Regions from separate parts of the Mus musculus genome. Here all the other regions are linked to region 1. The links are chromatin contacts, called in public Hi-C maps. All regions are on one chromosome and are shown on one strand. The core of a region is the stretch at or near the end of the contact, and the rest is flanking DNA. Distances in the headings are between cores, read along the strand shown. Region 1 holds the start of Kdm3a (lysine (K)-specific demethylase 3A). Region 2 overlaps Gm38832 (a long non-coding RNA gene). Region 3 holds the start of Rnf181 (ring finger protein 181).

What was found. Hi-C and Micro-C count contacts between places; a contact is called where the count stands out from the background.
Region 2: a Hi-C map of muscle stem cells shows a contact between it and region 1, with 4 times the contacts expected there. The contact joins the enhancer-like site here to the promoter of Kdm3a in region 1. A contact is called at or near these places in 4 of 39 promoter capture datasets (the C10 cell line, cranial neural crest, hippocampal neurons and 1 more), 4 of 484 Hi-C or Micro-C datasets (CD4 T cells, cranial neural crest, muscle stem cells and 1 more), 7 of 115 datasets of contacts at active chromatin or transcription factors (astrocytes, embryonic forebrain, embryonic midbrain and 4 more) and 2 of 9 other capture datasets (adipose tissue and liver).
Region 3: a contact with region 1 is called in a Hi-C map of effector CD8 T cells, with 8 times the contacts expected there. The contact joins the promoter of Rnf181 here to the promoter of Kdm3a in region 1. A contact is called at or near these places in 1 of 39 promoter capture datasets (pre-B cells), 4 of 484 Hi-C or Micro-C datasets (CD4 T cells, CD8 T cells, effector CD8 T cells and 1 more), 2 of 115 datasets of contacts at active chromatin or transcription factors (astrocytes and bone marrow-derived macrophages) and 3 of 9 other capture datasets (adipose tissue, liver and macrophages).

Annotation. Positions count from the first base shown.
Region 1 is chr6:71,631,199-71,635,366 of GRCm38.p6, reverse strand. Kdm3a (lysine (K)-specific demethylase 3A) reads left to right here and starts at 2,450. Exons shown (of 27, transcript NM_001038695.3): 1 at 2,450-2,529; 2 at 2,788-2,870; 3 at 3,096-3,311. The coding sequence starts at 3,126.
Region 2 is chr6:72,163,732-72,167,795 of GRCm38.p6, reverse strand. It overlaps Gm38832 (a long non-coding RNA gene), which reads right to left. Exons shown (of 2, transcript XR_869176.3): 2 at 1-443. Among named protein-coding and RNA genes, the nearest start is that of Gm38832, 3.9 kb to the right of the region's middle. Within about 2 kb of position 2,720, at least 42 of the 459 cell types and tissues checked have an H3K27ac peak or open chromatin away from gene starts, as enhancers often do. A contact at or near this core is called in adipose tissue, microglia, muscle stem cells and 1 more, where this site is marked.
Region 3 is chr6:72,360,586-72,364,354 of GRCm38.p6, reverse strand. It overlaps Rnf181 (ring finger protein 181), which reads left to right and starts at 1,923. Exons shown (of 5, transcript NM_025607.4): 1 at 1,923-2,114; 2 at 2,816-2,943; 3 at 3,129-3,238; 4 at 3,406-3,480; 5 at 3,713-3,769. The coding sequence starts at 1,990.

The DNA.
Region 1 (4,168 bases), core at 1,201-3,700:
CTCAAGATACACACAGGCACATACTCATATACATACTCACACACTGGTTTCTAGGAAGCTTATAAAAGTTTTAAGCTCATGAACATTCAATGTCCTTTTAATGTTTCTGGCATCTCTGGCTATCAGGAATGCAATGAAAAACAAGAGAGGGTAATATGGGAAAGAATATTATTAAAATGGATTACATATGAAAATGTTCAAATAAAATCCATTATTTTATATAATGATTATAGTTAACAGCAAAAACCATGATTGTTTTCTAGTAACTCTACTAAATAAAAGAACTTTCCATCTATGTAAGTATTTTTTGTTGTTTTTTTGTTGTTGTTGTTCAGATTTAGTAATAGGACTTTGTAAGTTCATAAAGTACACTGGATATCTCTCCAACTTTTCTTGGTTCTGGAATCATGAATAAAACAGAAAAGTCATGTGTGTGTTTTAGTAGAATTTATGCCTAAAACAAAAATGTCTTTTGTTTTAGTAGAATTTATGCCTGTTATTTTCCAAATTATGTGTTATGTGATCTAAGTCCTCCACATTCTCTCATTTTAAAAATTTAAACTGCTTATTTCTGAGATAAATGGATTTATAGCATTTACTGTGATTATAAGCTGTCAAAACTTTCTTGTTTAGTACTATTAACTTAGTTCATATCTTCAGTTTGAATAGTTCAATAATGTATTTTATAGACCCAATCCTTTATTAATATATTTCTTCTTTTTATGCTTTTACTCTTAGTCATATACCATATAACAACATTATGGCAAGTGACATGTGATATATACAGTGGTGATCCCATAAGTTTTTCTCAGTGACTTGGTAATTTCTGTAAGGACACTATGTTATCAATGTAATGAAATCATCTAACAACCTTTTATCAGAATATATCCCTCGTATTAAATAATGTATAACTGTACAAGATGCCAATGTAGCTTTCCTTTGATTAGTCTTATAAAAATTTTACCCTAATAGTTTCAAGTTTCTTATGCTGTACTTTTCTTATGCCAAAAAAATTTTTTTAAATACTAAGTACCTCTCCATGTTTATTTATAAAATTAACCCATTTATATTTATTGTAAATATAAATGGACTTATTCCTGTCATTTTATTTTTAACCATAATTTCTTCTTCTTCCTTTTGTTTTTCTTGTTTCCATTTCTGCCTTTTGATGAAGTGGATAGGTTCCTTCATTCCATTTCCCACCTCTTAATGGTTTGAATATAATAAATCCAATTCAGTTTAATTCAACTTCAGCATTATTTAATCTTTAACATTCTGTTGTCATACATTCAAACCAAATATTTTTCAAAATAAACATCTGGTACTAATTTGCATTGTATAGCATTCCCTTATACATTTTGAATTTTTTCTGAATTCTCATTTTCACACTATTAAAACTAAATTTCCATTCATTTTATAATAAAGATTAAGTGTGATGTTAGATTAAGCACCAGGCTTCATAAAGAAGTCTTCAGTTATTCATTTCATTTTTTGATTCAACCAAGAATCCTCTGGTCCAAACCATAAAACCATCTTTTCTCTCCTTTGTCTTTCAAAGTCACCTCTTTCATTATCACTTTTATCATCAACTCCATCTACTTTCTCAATTTCTTTGTTGTTTCAAAAATCTTATATCCACTTTACATTTTCTTTTTAAAAAACCTACATCCCACATAGTTTTGAATAGATGGTTTGCCTCTAGATTTAATGAACATCGTTTTCCAGCAACTCAATGCCTTTCTTCATTTATCCTTCAAAATGGCGGACCTAGACAGTCATGATCAGTACCACGTGCGCCTGCGCCTCCAGCGGCCATTTCACCCATCAGCCCAAGCTCCAAGAGTCCGCCCCTTCTGGCGCGTGCGCAGGAGCCCCCAGAGCCTAGTCGCTCCTCCCCCTCTAACTGCGTACGCCTGAAACCGCACGTCCCAGTGCTGTCCCTCCCCCGCAGGCTGTGCACCGCCCCCGCCCCTTTCCCGTGAGATTCTTCCGCCTGGTGGAAGGTCGGTCTTCGCTCGACAGCCTACGCGCTTCAAGTGCAATCCAATAGGCGCTCATGATCCTGGGTCTCCCCATTCAGTCTTATCTGTGAGCCTGTGCGATTTTCTTTCTGGCCTCAAAGTCGATAACCGATTCGGCGGGACTTTTTTGCATAGCGCGAGGCAACAAATGGAAGAATGGAGCTGCGGCGGAGGGATCTACCGACCGCGTTCTGCGCGCTTTAATGGGGGATCGGCTTCGAGTCGTTGCTGAGAGCGGGGGGAAGGGAGGAGGCAGCCAAGGAATTGTTTTTTTTCCTCACCCCGCCCTCTTCAGCATAACCAATAGGAACGTAGAATTTCCTAGGCTGCCCCGCCTATCCCCCGCGACTCAACCAATCATCGGTGGCAGCGGCTCCGAGGGGGCGGGTCCGGGAGGCTGTGCGTGTCTTGTGAGAGAGAGCTCTTGAACCAAGTCAGAGCTAGAGTCGGCTGGGCGGCTGGGCTCTGTTGCCGCCGTCGTGGGTGACTCAGGGAGGCGGGAGGCGGGGTAAGCGCTCCGCGGGCCTCGGCTGCGGGAGACAGAGGGAGAAGGGTGAAGGACCCGCGCGGGCGGTCGCCGCGTCTTCTCGGTTCAAGGCTCAGGACGGGCGGGGGTGCGCCCGAGTCGGCGGCCCGGAAGCGGGGGGCGGGGGCGCGGCAAGTGTCGAGTCGCGAGCGAGTCCACGGCGGCTCCGAGGCCGCTCGGGGCGGGGATCGGTCGCTGAGACGGGCCCTAGGCACTAAGAGGGAGCCTTTTCTTTAACAGGGCGAGGGGACGAACACTTAGGCAAAAGCACTGGCGCCGCGGCTCAGTCCTCCCTTCTCTCTCTCAGTGTCCAGCTTTGAAAGGTTTGGAAAAAGCGAAAGTTGTTGGGGCGAGAGGGTCACGCGGCACTCGGGGGGGTGTTTGCGGGGGGGAGTGCTGGGGGGTTGGGGAGGCGCGGGTGGCAGCTTGGGGCGCGGAGTCCACCTGCGGGGGTGTCACTCCACCGGTCCCTGTCGGCGCTTCGTCTCTTCGGGCCGCCTCCGACCTCGGCCGCCCCCCATCGCATTTTGTTTTTGTGCCTTCTGCAGGGAGGAGCCCTTCCTGCTGGCGTGGAAACCATGGTGCTCACGCTCGGAGAAAGTTGGCCAGTATTGGTGGGGAAGCGATTCCTCAGTCTGTCCGCAGCCGAAGGCAACGAAGGCGGCCAGGACAACTGGGACTTGGAGCGCGTTGCCGAGTGGCCCTGGCTGTCGGGGACCATTCGAGCTGTTTCCCACACCGACGTTACTAAGAAAGACTTGAAGGTAAAAAACAAAAAGACTAAAACAAAATACAAAATCCCTAAACAAACAAACAAAACCGTCTTCTGGGGGCTGGGCAGTCAGACGGTTTTCAGTTACCTTGGTAACGGGACAGTTGAGCGCCCCTCCCTCCCTTTTCTGAAATGGGCCACTAGAAAGTTGGCAGGTGATCAGAAGGTACAGAACTCTAGACCGTGAAAGTCTTTGAAATGGGGTGTAGTGTCAAGGTGTGTTTGACCTAGAGCTCCAGTGGCCTGAGATTAATAATGGGTTTAGGATTGTTCAGACATGCTTCATTAATGCAGGCGCTGGGTCCCCTGGGACAGTCTGATTATGCCCCCAACGGGAGGCGTATTGTTTATTAGTAATAGGTTAAAGAAGTGGATGACAATTAGAATCATTGAAGGCTAGCTTGAAAGTGCTTTCAAAAAAGATGATTTCAGATGATGGTGTTCCTCTTTATTTCTTCATTCAACTTTTTAAACTTTACAACTTGGAAGTGAAGTGTGAATGTAAGGGAAGGAGCTTAGTTGTGTTTATCTATTTAGTTTTGTTTGGCTTGTTCTGGTGGTGGGTATTTGCTGAGGTATGGTTAGTGAGGCAGGAGTAGGTCCCCGGTTGTTAATGAGGATGGGTTGGTGTGGCTACAGCCATATATGGAAGCCTTGGGTGGAGCTGTCCCGTATAGGGTGTTTGAAAGGAAGGGGAGAAATGGAACTTGCATGACCAGTTAACACATTCTGGAACCTTTTTCACTTAGATCTTTTGAAAGGAATGAATCCTACTCTGTGATACAAATATTGGTGTGAAAAAATAGTAGGGAAATAACCAGTGAGGAAGCCATTGTGCCCACAAAGACT
Region 2 (4,064 bases), core at 1,471-3,970, 530 kb before region 1:
TATTGTTGGATGTGGGACCAGGCTTTAAGAGTGGTTTGTGTCCCCAGTGAGACGCTGTTGGAAAAAACTGTTTTGTTTTTTTTTTTTTCATTTGCAAGCAGTTATCAATTAGATATGGCTTCTGAATTAGAGATGAGGGCTCGTGTCCACTTCTTTCAGCACTGGGATCATATCTGGTGCAGACCCACAGAGGCCCTGTGCATGCTGCCACAGTCTCTGTGAGCTCTTGTGTGTATCGGCCCTGCTGTTTTTAGAAAGCCTTGTTTCCTTAGTGTCTGCCACCCAGTCTGTATCTTACAATTTTTCTGCCTCCTCTTTCAAAGGATTCTCTTGAGTCCCGAGGGAAAGGAATTCATGCAGGCATCCCATTTAGGACTGAGTGCTCCAAGATCTCTCACTCTCTGTCCGTTGTCCAGCTGTGTGTCTCAGTATGTTTCCAGCCACTGCAGGAGGAAGCCTCTGTGTTAATGTGTTAAGCTTAAGACATCGATCTATGACTAGAGCAGAATGTTGTTAGGAGTAACACTTTATTAGTTCATTCCTTTAGCAGAGCAGGAGTATTCGATTTTTCCCTAGGTCCCTGGCCTATCTTGTCTCTGGTTCTTGACCATCAGAACACTATCAGGGATATAGTTCATCTCATGGAGTGGGCCTTTACTCAAATCAGATATTGGCTGGTTACGCCCACAAGCTTTGTGCCACTATTGCCCTAGCACATCTTACAAGCAGGTCATTATTGTAGATTCAAGGACTTTGTAGCTTGATGGGTAGTTACCTTTCTCCTTCGGTAGTGTGCTGAGCACCCTCAAGTATCCAGAACAGTAGTCTATAGGGTGATGGCTGTATGTAGGCATCAACTCTACTTCTCTGTGTTCAGTGAGTTGTGTGGTTGTTGTCTCCAGGAATAGGGCTTTACTATCAGTTTAAGGACAACAGCCAAAAGCTTTGGCAACAGCCTGGGTTGGTTGGGAGTTCCAATGGGATGCCTTTGGCCAACGACTCAATTAGATATAACCCATTACCAGCACAAGAAGCTCATTTGGTGACCAGAAATGTCCAGTTGGGGTTCCATCTCCCATTATTTGATCATTTCATTTAGATTTAGGACACTTCTATTGTGTTAGTTTCCCCATGACCCCTCAAATGGCTCTTAGTGCTATCAGTCTCTTCCCATATTCTTTCCCTTACTTCTTCTTTCCTCCTGTCCCCATTTTATCCTCCTGTTCCTGCCTCCCCTGTCCACTTATACTTACCTGTTTTATTTCTCCTTCCTAGGGACATCCCTCCCTCCCTCCCTGCTAGTCCCTTACTCTCTGCCAAACCTCTGTGGTTATCTGGATGGTAGCCTGCTTATTAAAGACTCAACAGCTAACATCACAAATAAACAAGCGTATGCCAAAGTTGTCTTTCTAGGTCTAGGTTACTTCATTCAGGATGATGTTTTTATTTCCTAATTTCATGACTTTATTTCTCTAATGGCTGAATGCATTCCATTATGTAAACTTATCACATTTAAAAATATATATTCATCCATTGGTGGACATCCAGGCTGTTTCCAATTTCTGGTTATTATGAATAGAGCAGCAATGAACATGGTTGAGCAAGTAATGTATAGTATAGTACCGTATAGTATGATATAGAATAGTACCGTATAGTATGGTATAGAATAGTATGGTATGGTAGCATGAAGTAGCCTTTAGGTAGATGTCCAAGAGTGGTATAGTTGGATCTTAGGTAGATCAGTCCCCATCTCCCTGAGGGTCACCACACTGATTTCCATAGTAGCTGTGCAAGTGTGCACTCCCACCAGCAGTGGAGGACTGACCCCTCCCTCCATGTCCTCACCAGCATCTGCTGTCACTTGTTTTATTGAACTTGATCATTGTGACTGGTATAAGATGAAATTTCAAAGTTGATTTGCATTTCTCTGATGACTAACAATACTGAACATTAAAGTACTTCTCAGCCATTTGTATTTCCTCTTTTGAGAATTTTCTGCTCATATATGTACCCCATTTTTAATTGGGTTGCTTGTTTTCTTGATGTCCAGTTTTTTCATTCTTTATACATTTTAGAGATATTAGCACTCTATTGTTGGTAAAAAAAAAATCTTTTCCCATTCTGTAGTCTATTACTTTGTCTGAGTTATGATGTCCCCTGCCACACAGTAGCTTTTCATGAGGTTCTATTTGTGAATTATGTTCTCAGTGTCTATGCTAATGGTGTTCAGTTCAGAATGTCTTCTTCTGTGTCAATGAGTTCAAAACTATTTTCTACTTTTTCTTCTATCAGGTTCAGTGTATCTGATTTTATGTTGAGGTCTTTGCTTCATATGGAGTTTGGGCAGTGTTGTAAATATAGATCTATGTGGATTCTTCTACGTGCAGACAGCCAGTTTGACCAGTACCATTTGTTGAAGAAGCTGGGCTTTTTGTTTGTTTGTTTGTTTGGGCTTTTTTGTTTTGTTTTCCTCCCAGTGTGTGGTTTGACCCATGGGAATTGATGTTCTTCCAGAAAGAGATGACAGAGAAACAAAGATCGGGGACAAAGGCATGAGAGGGGAAGAGGAGCCTCTAGCTAGGACATCAGATAGGAAATGCGCAGACGGAGCGGGAAGGTTCTGTGTGTGCTCCAGCTGCTGGAACCCTGCAACAGTCAGTCAGGGCTGGAAGCTCGGCACTAAGAACAGTACACACGGCTTCACGACACTAGGTGGCGCTGCGTACCGGCTCATGAGTAATAGTCACTGGTTTTCTTTTCAAAAGCGAAGTCCCAGTGAACAGGCTCTGCTGAGTGGAGAAACTGCCAGAGGGGCTGTGACTGGCTCCCGCGCACACCAGTGCTGATGCAAAGTTAGGCTCCTAACTCCTGTTCTTGGCTTTCAAAGAATCTAGATAAATGGCTAGCAGAATCCTGAGTCAGAAGGCAGCCTGAAGGATGCTGAGGCCCAGACCGCCAGCCCCAATCGGTTTTCAGTGTGGCCCAACAAGAAGTCAGATTTCTTGCATCCCCCTTCCCAGGACACTCAACGCCCAGGTCCCCATGGCTTCTTCTATCCGCAGTCACATTGTTGGTTTTTAACGATGGGTCAAGGGAATCTTCCACTAGTATTCCCCTGGGAGTCCAACTGCCTTTTGCCCTGACAATGATCTCAGTTTGGCCTGCAAAGTTTCAGCTGAGGTCATGCCTGAGCCTACATTTGTCAGTTTGGTTTGGTAAGATAAAGTGAGCCATGCCATGCTGTGCTTTGAGAAAGTATATCCTGTTGTGAGTTGACAGTGTGTGTCACTTCCTTCCCTCAGCAAGCTCACTCTGTCTGCACTGAGTTCCAGCCTCTTGCCTCCTGCCTCCTGTTGATCACCCCCTGGCCTGGGCTCAGACTTGCTGAAAATGGCGTTTTGTCCCATGGTTAATAGCTTTGATGTCTGAAGCTACTGCTGGCTTCCAGCCATAAGGCCTGACCCTGCGTCCAAAAGCTTTTATTAAAAGAAGAAATGGGATGGGAAAAAAACTGGTAGTGTGCTTGCTCTTTGAGTGTGAGGCTGGGAGTTCAGATCCCAGAACCCATGTAAATGCCAGATGGGCAATCCCAGCGTTGGGAAGGCAGACAGGGGTGCCCAGAGCAAGCCTGAAAGCTAGACTAACCAGTATTGGTGAGTTCTGGGGTCAACTGGGAGATGCTAACTCAGTGAGTTAAGTGATTAACTCGGAGATCAAGTGAGACTTAATGTCAATCTCAGGTGCACAAGTGTGCACACATGTACCAGCACACACACACGTACACACACACATACACACATACACACACACACACACACACACACACACACACACCCCAATCTACCTTAAACCTGCTTACTGCAGCTTTACATGTGAGTGTGTATGAGAGAGAGAGAGAGGGAGAGGGAGAGGGAGAGAGAAAGAGACAGAGACAGAGATAGAGGGGGACAATGCAGGAAGGATACAATGCATAGGCAGGTAGTTTTTCCTCTAAAGTCAGAGTTCCTGTGGGTGGCCCATCTTTCCTCCAGCATGGAATTTTCCTAGAGGAACCCTGATGCCGA
Region 3 (3,769 bases), core at 674-3,173, 730 kb before region 1:
CCCACAACAGTTCATTAAGGTCTAAGCACTTGGGTTAGAGAGATGGCTCAGCAGTTAAGAGCACTGATTGCTCTTCTAGAGGTCCTGAGTTCAATTTCAGCAACCACACGGTGGCTCACACCCATCAGAAATGGGATCTGATGCCCTCTTCTGGTGCGCCTGAAGACAGCTCGATCTAAGCACTTGAACAACTTTCCCAGCTCCTCTTCGTCATCCTTCCCGGTCTTCCTAAGAATAATATGTCCACAGCAATACCCCAGTCCTGGTACTCGGTTTCCTTTTTGTTTTGTGTGTTAAAACACCATGACCAAAAGCAACTTGTGGAGGAGAGGGTTTATTTCATCTTAAAATTATACTCCACCATGAAGGTAAGTCAGGACGGAAAATCATGGCAAGAACATGAGGCAAGAGCTGCAGCAGAGGCTATGGAAGAACACTGCTGACCGGCTCTTTCATCCTGCTTCCTATACACCCCAGGACCTGCCCTGGGGTGTTACTTCCCACTGTGAGCTGGGCCCGTCTATATCAGTCATTAATCAAGAAAATGACTAGTCTACAGGCCAATGGAATGGAGGCATTTTCTCAGGGTTTGAGGGTCCTTCTTCCCAGATGATCTTAGCTTATGTCAAGTTGACAAAAAGATAACAAACATACAGGGCTTAAGACAATACTGTTTGTTTGTTTGTTTGTTTGTTAGAGGCAGTGTTTCCCTAAAAGCCCAGTGGCCTCTTAAATTCTGAGACGATGGGTGTATGCCACCTTGAGAGCTCTAAGCACTTGTTACCTTCCTTGGGTTTATTATCATCTTCCTCTTCTGAGAAAGATGGGGGGATAGCACTTTGCCCTGCTAGGTGGGTCAGCAGCACTCACTTTGGGCAAGCTACTTCTGAGACCCAGGTCAGTGGTAGAGCAGATGCTCAGCATGAACTCTAAGGCCCCTCTGAGGTGCCGCACTACAGTACTAGACAATTACAATCAGGTATTTATGGAATGCTCTTTTCCTGAATATGCCTCTCCTTTGAATTTTTTTAAAGACAGGATTTTACTATGTAGCCCACGCTGGTCTTAAGTTTGCAATCCTCTGGCGGTCACTCCCCCCCTTTTCAAAAATTTCAAAAAAATTTATTTTATAACTATGTGTGCTTTGTCAGGTGAATGTAGGTACCGGGGAGGAGGAGCAAAGAGGCATTACCTGGAGCTGGAATTACAGTAAACTGCCCAAGTTGAACTCCTAATCATGCATGGTTTTGTCTATTTTCCTTCTTTTATTGTTTATATTTATTTGTTTTAATTTTTATTTTTATTGATTGAGACAAGGTCTCAACTTTTTAGCCTTGGCTGGCCTCCCACTCACAGAAAAACACCTGGCTCTGCCTCCTGAGTGCCAGACTTAAAGACATGCACCATCGATTGCTTTATTTATTTATAATACGAGTGGGTGTCTTGCTGCATGTCTGTCTGTCTGTCACTTATTTGCCTGGTGCCCGCAGAGCATCAGACCCTCTGGAAATAGTGTTGTGCGCCATCCAGTGGGTGCTGGGACTAAAACTTGGGTGCGCTGAGCCATCTCTCCAGGCCCTTCACCCATTTTTATGCATAAAACATAATCAATGCGTGGGAATTTTCCTTTCAGGGAGTAGGTGGAACATGCAGGTAAACTCAGCCAAGGAGACACAGTAGAGATACTTCCGGCTTGGACTGGCACTTCTAGAAACCGGCGAGAGCCCTCAGATCCTGGCTCCGAAAAGTCCCCGGAATTTCCTCTTTCTCCAACCCCATTGGCTTTAGTCTTTGGTCACCTGACTTATCCAACCAACGAGAGGCGGCTGCATCGGTACTTCCGCCTCTGTGTGCGAGTCACTATGCCCACCCCAGGAGCACTCTGATTGGCTCTCCTCTTGAAATTCGATCGCTTATTGGCCAGCGCTGGATTCGGCTCTCCAGCGGCAACCTAAAGCTGTGTCAGACAAGCCCGGCAGCCCAGGAGCCATGGCGTCTTATTTTGATGAGCACGACTGCGAGCCGTTGAACCCTGAGCGTGAGGCCCGCAACAATATGTTGCTGGAACTCGCGAGAAGAGTGCGCGGGGCTTGGAGCTGGGCCCCGGGCGGCAGGTTTCTGGGTTGGGGTTTGGCGGAGAGGGCGGGTTAACCTGGGAGGTGGGGTAAATAATGTTAGTCAGGGCGACGCGATTAGTCGAGTCGGAGTCGTTAATTTGGGCTATTAATGAGTAGGGCCCGCCAGGGGATCGTGGGAAAGACGAAGATAGAAAGGGTGGGTGTAGCAAAGGGAGGCACGGGACAAGATTGTCATGGGGGCGGACACGGCCTGTGCCCAAGTGTGTAAACTGGGTAGTGTTTTGCTAGTAATAAGCAAGGAGAGAAACTCACTGCTGTCCTGGAATCAACTTTGGCTTATTCCTGAACGACTTCTTTGAGACTGCTATTTCTAGTAAAATGGGAAAGTTGCCTGGAGTGATAGTGCACACCTTTAATCCAACTACTTGGGAGGTAGAAAGAAAAAGGGAAAAGCGAGCCGGGGTTGATTGAGAGCTGTGCTGGTGGGTTTGTTTCGTGTGTGTGTGTTTTGCTTAGAGACAATCTCACTATGTATCCCTGACTGGCCTCGAACTCACAGCCTCCCAAGTGTTGTGACTAAATGCATGGGCCACCACCTCTGGCTCCCACCCTACTGAGGAGCTCTTGTGCACTATTCGTTATTATTACTATTTTAGCCAGGACAGGTATTTCCCAGTGGATTATGGGGGCCGGAACTAGATGATTTCCTTAGTTCTGATTTATACTTTCTCCCTCAGATCACTCTTTAATAGGATGGACTTTGAGGACCTGGGATTGGTAGATTGGGAACACCACCTTCCCCCACCAGCTGCCAAGGCTGTGGTGGAGAGCCTCCCTAGAACAGTCATCAGTAGCGCCAAGGCTGGTGAGGACACAAGGCCTTTTTTGTTTTTTTTTTCTGTTTAGGGCAGATAAGCCAGACCTGCCTGCCTGCCGACTCCCCCTAGCCACCAACAATCTGGCCTGTTAGTGTTCTAGGCCAAGCCTGTGTCTGAGTGGGAGGTTGGGTTGGGCCTTAACTGCTCTCCTGATCGACACTTCCTCTTCAAGATCTCAAGTGCCCCGTGTGCCTTTTGGAATTTGAGGCGGAGGAGACTGTGATTGAGATGCCCTGCCATCATCTCTTCCATTCCAACTGCATTCTGCCCTGGCTAAGTAAGGTACTCGGTCCATCCCTTCCCGGCCCCAACACCAGTTCCCGCCAGTTCCTAAGCGGCTTTTTTTTTTTTTTTTTTTTTGGTAATGGACTGGGGTGAAATCAAGGGAGAGAGCAGGGCTGGAAGGCAGGAGCAGGAAAGGACCGGAATACCGCTCTTGATTTCTCTAGACAAATTCCTGCCCTCTGTGCCGCCATGAGCTGCCCACTGATGATGACAGCTATGAAGAGCACAAGAAAGACAAGGTCTGGTCACCCCACCCCTGCTGCACACTCCCCACTCCTCAGCAGGCTTGGCTAGGCCTCTGAACGCCCCCCTCACTTGGGCTCCCTTCCAAGTCAGTGTGGTGAGGGCAAAGGTCTCAGCATTGTTAATGTTAGAAGCCTGAAAAGAGACCCCGTGACAGCTGCTCTCTGCATGGTCCTATCCATGAGTATTCAGACCCAGCCTTGCCTAAGCCTGGCGTCTTTCTTCTAGGCTCGCAGGCAGCAGCAGCAGCACCGCCTGGAGAACCTCCACGGAGCCATGTACACG